2 separate regions of the Callithrix jacchus genome follow, and region 1 is linked to region 2. Evidence: chromatin contacts called from public Hi-C data. All regions are on one chromosome and are shown on one strand. Each heading gives the region's core, a stretch centred on a gene start, on an enhancer-like site or on the middle of the called end of the contact. The rest is flanking DNA. Distances are from core to core; before and after follow the strand shown.

Region 1 (4,713 bases), core at 828-3,327, 420 kb after region 2:
TGAGACACTCAGCACTTGACTCTATTTCTAGCACTGCCACCTCCTTGCTATGTGGCCTGAGGCTGGCCACCTGCTCTCTCTCAGTCACCTTTGCCCAGTACTGCGAGAGAGGGGAGGTTTTTATCTGATCTTTCCAGGACCTGAGCGGGTGTGTGCTGAAACGGTAGCATTCCTTTGACTCTCTGTGAGTTCCAGTGCACACATCTCCAGGATATCATAGACATCCCATTCATACCAACACGTGCCTTCTCTTCCTAGTCATTTTTCTTCCACTATTCCCCCTTGAGCTGGGCTAAGAGAACAACGGTGTGGACTCATTCCTTAGGTGCATCGTTGGTCCTTTCACAGACTTAAATATATACATGTGTCCCACTCTTAGAGCAAATAGAAACATCGATTACATGTATTTTAGGACCTCTGTCTGAATTCTGAAGTCTTGCTCTGACTTCTTTTCAGGCTTCCACTTTTGATTTCAGGCACATTCACACTTGTTTAGCTTTCAACTTACAGAGAATGCTGGAAAAGGGATTCATGCATTATTTAGAGCATTCATCTAAATGCCCTCCCAGATCCCTTCTAACCCCATGAGGTCCCATGAGTCTGTGAAATGCATGGGCAAAGGAAAAGGAACTGAGGCTTTGAAGTCAGACCTACCTGGTTCCAACTCCTAGTTCTCAAGTTTACTAGTTGTGTGATTTGGGGTGAGCTGTTTACCCTCATAGGGGCTTAGGGTCCTCATCTGAAAACCTGGGTCAGTGCCAACTACCAAGCCAGGGCTGTGAGGATTAAATGAGACATTACTTACATAAAAACATGGAACAGGATGGGCGCAGTGGCTCACATCTGTAATCCCAGCACTTTGGGAGTCCAAGGCTGGCAGATCACGAGGTCAGGAGTTCAAGACCATCCTGGCCAACATGGTGAAACCCCGTCTCTACTAAAAATACAAAAATTAGCCAGGCATGTTGGTGGGAGCCTGTAAGCCCAGCTACTCGGGAGGCTAAGGCAGGAGAATCGCTGGAACCCAGGAGGCAGAGGTTGCAGTGAGCTGAGACCTTGCTTTTGCACTCCAGTCTGGGTGACAGAGCAAGACTCTGTCTCAAAATAAAATAAAATAAAAAAGAAATAACATGGAACAGAGTAAGAGGCATATGTAGGTGCCAAGGTATGTATTAGATTCTGTTCTTTATTAACGTGCAAGTTCCTGACGGCTCCAATATGTAGGCTATTGTATATCTGAATATTGCTTCTGTCTCAACTTCCAGGTTTTATTTCAAAAAGAGAAAGAAACAAGGAAATAAACAGTAACTGTCAGAAGTCCTTTGTAAAGTATCACCCATCCATTGAAATGTGCTTTCCATTCAAAAACTAACTTATTAATTATTCATTGCTTTTGGAACTGAAAATGAGAACAGAGTTTAAGACCCAGAGTTGGCTAAGAACAGTGTTCCAACTGTCTGATGTCTGTCATTTCCTGGTATCCAAGCAGTTCATCCCAAATCTGAGATTTGCAGTTTCGGGAGTCCCGTGAACTTTAGGCTCGACGATCAGTCAGGTTTAGTCCCGTTTAGCCAATGCCTGGAATGACTGTTCTCTTTACTTTCATTTCCACTCGGGGCACTGCATTTCTGGGGGATTATTTCACTGCATGGGTGGTCCGAGTCCCTTGGCCTTCAGCCTTATGGCTCATTCCATTGCTCTGGGCAAGCCGTAACCACCCGAACACGCAAGTTTTTCTTTCATGCCCCAATGCCATGAGTAACACCATTAACTCTTCAGGACTGAGTTTGGGATTACCAAAAAATCTTGCAACCCCCTGTGTTTGCAGTCAAAACGCAGAGGAACAGGATGTTTGCAGGGCTTGTTTTCACGCCAGAAATGCGGTTGCCCTCATAAACAATCCTTGAGATGTTTTTTACCTAACGATTGTACTTCGCTGGGATTGCGGGTTACAAAATGGAAGCTCAGTGCTTCCTGCTTCGAGTTCCAGCAGAACAAATGTGCGAGAGATTCCCGGGCTTGGAAACTCTTCAGACCAGGAAGGGCTGCCGATGTGTCCCCAGCAGGGAAAGGGCAGGAGGAGCACAGCTGTGCAAGGGGGTGTTTCACATGCTTCTCTAAAGAGGAGCTTCCTGAAGTGTAAAAAGGCTGGGGAGACGCAGGGCCACATTTCCCAAGGCCTGGGGCCAGTGCGGGGACAAACGCGAGGCGGGCGCAGGTGCTTTGCGGGTTCCGCGCGCCATCTGGTGGCTTCGGGCTGACATTGGGCGCACCATCCGGGCTTCACCCCATTGACAGAGGCTGCACAGGAGGAAACCATTGTGGGCGTCTAAGTTCTGTTGGCAGGGATCACCAGGGCCCCCAAAGGAAGACAACAAGGGCCAGATGCTCCGAATTCCATTCCTTATTCTACAAATGGATACTCAAAGCCTCAGGTTCCCCTTTGAGGAGGAGGCACTGATCCTTCCTTCAGTGCCAGCCTTTCCATGACACAGCAACATGAGCACTGGGCTCTGCACAGTCTGGCCCCTCTGTGCCTGCTTTCCACGTCGTGACCCCTTGCCCCTACCTGCAGCAGGCGTCTTCCCCTTGCCCCTACCTGCAGCGCGTGTATATTCCCTTCCAGGCTTCTGAATCCCATGGTTCTCAAGGGTGATTCCACAGGCATCTTTACATCCTTAGAATATTTGCCTCCTATTTTGTTCCTGCTAGTGTTTCCAAAGTGTGTTCCAAGAATGGTGGTTTTGTTAAGTAGAATTGTATCTCTTTTTGAAAAGGCATTCGGGCCGGGTGCAGTGGCTCACGCCTGTAATCCCAGCACTTTGGGAGGTCGAGGCGGGCGGATTACGAGGTCAGGAGATCGAGACCATCCTGGCTAACACAGTGAAACCCCGTATCTATTAAAAATACAAAAAATCAAAATAAAAGATTAAAATCAGCCGGGTGTGGTGGCACGCACCTGTAGTCCCAGCTACTGGGGAGGCTGAGGCAGGAGAATCGCTTGAACCCAGGAGGCGGAGGCTCCTGGTGAACTGAGATCACACCACTGCATGGCATTCAAAGTTTGGGAAAGTCGGGGTTATGCCAAGGTCAAAGGGACATGATCGCAGGCTATCTCAGGAGCATTAAACATGCTGAGAATGTAGTGGATCTCTAAGAAGGAACTAGAGTTCGCTATAGTTTCTAAACTTTAGAAGGTTTTGGCATCAAAACCTTCCTCCTGTCTCCACCTTTGGAGAGCATCCTGCAAATACTGCATTTAATAATACAATTTTAAGGAAAAAGAGTGCCCTGTTCACTTGACCCATGATTATGTAGCTATCTTTTTAAAACTGAAAGACACCTGTATTTGTTTGCTGGGGCTATCATATTGCCTCACAGTTGCGGAGGCTGAAGCTCCAAGACCAGCGGGTTGGCAGGGCTGGTTCCTTCTGAGGTTCTGAGGTTCTTCCCCTTGGCTTAGAAATGGTCATCTTCTCTCTGTGCCGCCACATGATCTCCCCCGTGTCTATCTGTGTCCTAGTTGCCTTCTCTTTTTCTTCATTATTTCTTCCTTCTCCTCCTCCTCCTCCTCCTCCTCCCCTCCTCCTCCTCCTCCTCCTCCCCTCCTCCTCCTCCTCCTCCTCCCCTCCTCCTCCTCCTCCTCCTCCTCCTCCTCCTCCTCCTCCTCCTCCTCCTCCTTCTTTTCTTCTTCTTTGGTAGAGATGGAGGTGGAGGGTGGGTACCACTATGTTGCCCAGGCTGGTCTCAAACACGTGAGCTCAAGTGATCCTTCTGCCTCAGCCTCCCAAAGTGCTGGGATTATAGGAATGAGCCACTGCACTCAGTCCTATCTCTTTATAAGGACACCAGACATATTGGGTTAGGACCCACGGACATGACCTCATTTTACCTTAATCACCTTTTTAATGTCCCTATGTCAAATTACGGTTACATTCGGAGGTGCTAGGGGTTAGGACTTTAACAAAGGAATTTTGGGGAGCCAGAGTTCAGCTCATAGCAACATCTTATTGTTGTATCTGTAGGGTAAAATGTATGCTTCAATGGAAAATTACGCATTGATTAGAGCAGGGTTGGCAAACTCCAGCCAGTCAGCCAGATCCAGCCAGCCACCTGTGTTTATAAATAAAGTTCACTGGCACACAGCCACATTCATCCTTCACATATAGTCCGTGATTACTTGCATATTAATAGCAATTGAGTATCTGTACAAAAATCATATGGCTTGCAAAATGGAAAACATTTACTATCTGGCCCTTTAGAGGGAAAGGTCTAGAACCCACCCACCCTTCGGGGTTATCTAATTTTGATCCTATAGGGGCTCCGCACCTTTCACAGCCTTTGAGCTATTTTACAACTCAATAAGTTGTAGGTAATGGATAACAATGCAAAATAATCCTTGCCCATAGACAAGAAGCAGCCAGCTTTGCCTCAGTTTGCTTATTCCTTTCAGTATCCTTATCAATAAATCTGTCTCTTCTTTGGGTTCTCTTTTGAACTGGTTGTAGCATCTTATAGTTTCCTCATTAATAATGAATTGAATAAATCTTAACTTTTTTTAGTATCTGAGGAGTCATAATTTTGCCTTTTTTTGAAAAGTATCCTTCAAAATACCAATGCTAGGCTTATCGAGTGTGATAACGGCATTGGGATTATAAAAGACAGTGTTTTCGCTCTTAAGAGTACACACCGAAACACTTAGGGTGAATCGGT
Region 2 (4,614 bases), core at 1,604-4,103:
CATAGCCCGGGCGGACACCATGAGGATGCTAGATGGAAGTCTCTGTAGAAGGGCTGGTCCCGGAAGTGAGTCCATCGTGTCTGTGGAGAGGTCACCGAGAGGCCACCAACAGCTGCTAGACACCGTGCTGCCTCTTTTGGTGGCGTGCATCTGCTTGGAGGAAAATGCTCACTTATTTTGCTATTAGATAAAGAGGAGCAGGACTTCTCCAACAGTAAGCCCAGCTCCACAGAGCTTCTGGAGCCTTGAGGATGCCTTTGCTGAGCATCTACTGAGGGGCCAGGCACTGTGCTGTTGGCAGTGGACAAGGCAAAGGGCCCTGAGGCCTCCTACCTAGGGCAAGCCCAGCAGATGTTTTCTGCAAAGGGCCAGAAAATAAATGGTATGGCTGTGTTCTAATAAAACTTTATTTACAAAAATAGCTGCTGGACAGATTTGGCCGATTGGTTTGCTGCCCATATTTTTCCTCTGAGCTTTTCAATGATGTAAACCAAGTCTCATTTACTTTTTGTCTTCCTAGTGCCTAGCACGAGGGCTGACCCACGTGGGTCTTCAGTGGCCTGTGCTGAGTCATGCTCTGTGAACGTCTTCCAAGGAAAACATGGCGGCTCTCTAGGTATAGTCACAATTTGCAACTTGAGCTGCACTTGGAGTTACGATGCTAAATTGTTTAAATGAAAGGACCGCAGCATGATGCGTGTGTGCACACGCACAGACACGCACACACACAATGTACACACACCTGTACTCTCCAGGTATATGGGCTGTATATAACCCAGTTCTGTTGGCCTTTTGACGCTTTCCTTCTCCTTCTCTGTTCTCTTTTCTCCTCCTCTCCCTGCTCTTGCCTCTTTCCCTAAATATTCATTATGTACTCTCTGTGGGCCAGGTTCTATGCGAGGCGCTGGGCATGTGAGGAAGAGACTCAAGACTTAATGTCTGCCTGCAAGGAGCGTATAGTCTAGTAGCTGTGCAGGCAAGGAGAAAAAAAGTCTTTCCCAGGGAGTGGTGTGCACCAAGCGGGCACTCTGCTGTGCTGGGGAAATGTGTTCGTGGGGGTGGCACTGCTTAGCAGAAGCATGAGAGACAGAAGATATTTGCCGGTGGGGAGGGCAGGCAGAGACACGGTGTGAAGACGATGCCGTGTGTTTGGGGAAAGTCAGGCATCTGTGTAGCTGGAGATGAGGAATGAGGCGGGCTTGGGCCAGCAGGAGGCAGGATGGGGGGGGGGGAGGCCAGCCAGGGAGAGCCACTGAGGGGTTTCAGCTGGAAAATAAGGTGATCAGAGCTTCCTGTCTTAGACGGATGCCCTGGTGGTTTGCTGAGGATGGACAGAGACAGGCGAGCCTGCAGGGAGGGCTGGAGAGCAGTGCAAGGCCAGATGAGAGGTGCCGAGGTCGGAAACGGTGCTGCTGCTATGGGGATGTGGAGGAGAGGGTGGGAGCAAAGACCTTCCGAAGGCTGAATCTATAGGACTTGGAATCTACATAATTGGTGGTAGAGAGTCTGAAGCCAAAATGTAGGTACGCTGATTATGTTCAGGGGGTTGGGGAGAGAAGAAAGATTAGAACCATGCATTTGGGAAGGAAATAGGGAGAAGATGAGGAGTTGAGTTGGGGCATGTTGAGTTTGAAAATCTGTTGCCCAGTAGGGCTTTTGGGTTTGGTGCTCACGGGAGAAATTTGTGCAGCAGATATTGGCCGTGAAACACAGCAGTGGGTTGGAGTTGCAGGATGGAGGCACCCTCTCAGGGAAAGGGGTAGCGTGGTGGGAGAAACCTCTGGGCAGCACCGTCGCTTCTAACAGCCATGGGCCATAACAGGAAGGTCCCTACTGGAAGGAAGGCATGGGCAGAACCATGGAAGGAGAGCACAGGCCCTTTTCTTGAGGTTGTCTGCACATTGCTGGCACAGAAACTAAACACCCTGGCTGAGGAGGGCCTCCGATGGGAGGGGAGCCTCGGACTGGGGAACCCGTGGACAGAAGGAAAACAGAAGTCCCTGACCAGAGAGAACAGGTGTTTCTTCCAGCGATGACTCCTGGTCTGGGTTAGCAGTGGAACTGCACTTCCAGAGGTAAACAGAAAATAGCTCTGGGCTGCACAGATAGGAAGGAGGTTTTGGATCTGGGCTTCCAAGCCAGCCAGCACCACTCCCGGGCCTCAGGGGGAGGGCAGGACCCACGCCTGGCCCGAGCAGCCCGAAGAAATGGCTTCTCCAGGGAGGGGCAGCTGGCGTGCAACTTGGTGGTCTCGTGCGTCTGTGAGGCAAGGCACCGTCTGGGCTCTTGTGGGATTAAGATATGGGGAGAGTCACCTCCCTCCTCAGTGGTAGCAAGCTCTCTGCAGTCTGCATCCGGAGTGATGCCTGCCTGGAAGGGTCAAGGGCTCTGGTGGGGGAATTTGCTGTGTGTCTTTCAAGCTAGGTCGTGGGTAAATATGCCCTAGACCAATGGCGCATGGAGGTGAGGAGACAGGAGGCAAAGCCGCCCAGGTAAACCAGAGGCCAGGGCCGTGCAGGATGGAGCGCACCAGGGGTGGGGAGCCTTGGTGGCCAGGAAGGCTGGCGAGGGAAAGGCAGAGGCCAGAGGGTGAGAGTAAGGGGGGCAGGAGCAGGAAACGCAGGGAGTCTCAGGTGGGTGCAAAAGCCGTGGCCTTGAGGTGGAGAGACTTGAAACCAGGAACAGGAAATGAGAAAGGACGGAGGGGACGGGGCCTCTTTTCCCCAGAAGGAACAATGGTCATTCTTTAATTGAAAGCTGACGTTCCCTGAGAGAGGAAAGGACTCCCAGTGTGGGGGAGGGGGGCCAGGGACAGGAAGGAAGGGGCCCCAAGCCTGCCTGACCCAGAAGAAAGCAAGAGGCCTCTGGAACTCGATCCGGCCCGTCTCCAGCCTGTGAAGGGGATGGGTGAGCTCACACTGATGGCTTTACCGGAGTGTGACTTTCCCAGGCGCCATGGACTTGTCCTCTGCCCCCACTCTCTGCGGCCTCCTCCAGGACCCTGAGCTGCAGGCCATAGCAGACGCTTCCAAGCCACCCGGGGCAAGGGTCTCACAGGCTGCGAGGTTGTGCCGTTGTGTGAGACTTGCCATCTATACACACGGGAAGAAGGATTTCCCAGAAAAAATAGGGGAAGCTGCCAGTACAAACTCACACCAGCCCGCCTCTTCCCAGATAGACGCCTATCTCCAAAACAATCAAAACTGCCTCATTAAATAACACTTGTTCAGTACAAAGGAAGTACAGCATGATGGGATCGCACGCCGCTTCCAAGGAAAACATTCCCGATTGTTCGGCATGCAACAATGAACACAAAAGCTCAATGGCTTTCGCACGGGAGAGCCGCAGCGCTCAGGGCAGGCTCCGCAGAACTCTTGAGTGCCAGTCGTCCAGGGCGTCACCGGGTGGCTCTCCCACGGTCTGCCCCTGGGAGCCTCGCGCTCATCACACGCAGGTCCTCACCAGCTCTGCATGTGGCAACCTGGGCGTTTTACACCTTACCTACCTCCAGTCTCGGCCCCTCGGTCCCCTCGGTGGGAGGCAGGCTCTTTACCCACTGCAATTGGTGGCATCAAGGACCTCATTTGGCAGGAGGGTGGTCACAGGGCCCAGGGCAGCTGAGGGGAGGGTGCAGTCTTCAGTTCTGACCTGAAGAAGGGCTTGGGACCCTCAGTGACAGCAGTCTTGTCATTTGTATAGACTGTGCCCCCGCACCAACCTCGGTTCATATGTTGAGGCTCCAGCCCTCCGTGTGACCATGTTTGGAGACAGGAGCTTTATGAGGGTGGCTAAGGCTAACTGAGGTCATCAGGGTGAGCCCTCATCCAGTAAAGTTGGTGCCCTCTGACACACCTTCTCTCTCTCTCTCTCCACTGTGTGAGGACACGGGGAGAAGGCGACCAGGTGCAGGTCAGGAAGAGTCCTTACCAGGGGCCCAATTAGCTGGCACCTTGATCTTGGGCTTCCAGCTTCTAGACGGTGAGAAAGACATTCTTGTTGTTTAAACCACCTGGCTTGGAATTGATTTGTTTAGCAGCCTTAGTCCATTTTCTGTTGCTTCTATTGAAATACCTGAAACTGGTTAATTTGTAAAGTAAGGGAATTTATTTTTTACAGTTCAGGAGGCTGGGGAGTCCACTGTCAAGGGGCATATCTGGGGAAAAACCTTCTCTGCAGCATCCCAAGGCAGAGCGGCTTCCCACAGTGAGGGGCTGAGCGGGCAGCTCAGGTCTCTCTTCTGCTTCTTATAAAAGTTCCTCTTCCATGATAACCCATGAACCCATTAATCCACAAATGGATTAATCCATTTATGAGGGCAGTGCTCTCATGACCCAATCACCTCTTACAGGCCCCACCTCTCAATACTGCCATACTGGGGACTCAGTTTCAACATGAGTTTCAGAGGGTCTGTGCATTCAAACCACAGAGCAGTCTGAGAAGACTAACACATCATCCAGTGACAAATCTGAACGCCAAGAAAAGACAGGAAGTCTCAGTGGACAAGAGGACCCTAAGGGACATCTCAGATGTCTGCCTCTCCGTCTGTGACGGTTGCCCTCCCAGGGCCCCACCCAACTCTCCCCTGGGGACCTGGCCAGCGAATTCGCTTGGCGT

Evidence for each region. Hi-C and Micro-C count contacts between places; a contact is called where the count stands out from the background.
Region 1: a contact with region 2 is called in a Hi-C map of skeletal muscle, with 8 times the contacts expected there. The contact joins two enhancer-like sites. A contact is called at or near these places in 2 of 3 Hi-C or Micro-C datasets (both in skeletal muscle).

What each region holds. Positions count from the first base shown.
Region 1 is chr19:50,735,359-50,740,071 of calJac240_pri, forward strand. No RefSeq gene overlaps it. Among named protein-coding and RNA genes, the nearest start is that of TARBP1, 19 kb to the right of the region's middle. Within about 2 kb of position 2,078, at least 10 of the 16 cell types and tissues checked have an H3K27ac peak or open chromatin away from gene starts, as enhancers often do. A contact at or near this core is called in skeletal muscle, where this site is marked.
Region 2 is chr19:50,309,983-50,314,596 of calJac240_pri, forward strand. No RefSeq gene overlaps it. Among named protein-coding and RNA genes, the nearest start is that of TOMM20, 210 kb to the left of the region's middle. Within about 2 kb of position 2,854, at least 6 of the 16 cell types and tissues checked have an H3K27ac peak or open chromatin away from gene starts, as enhancers often do. A contact at or near this core is called in skeletal muscle, where this site is marked.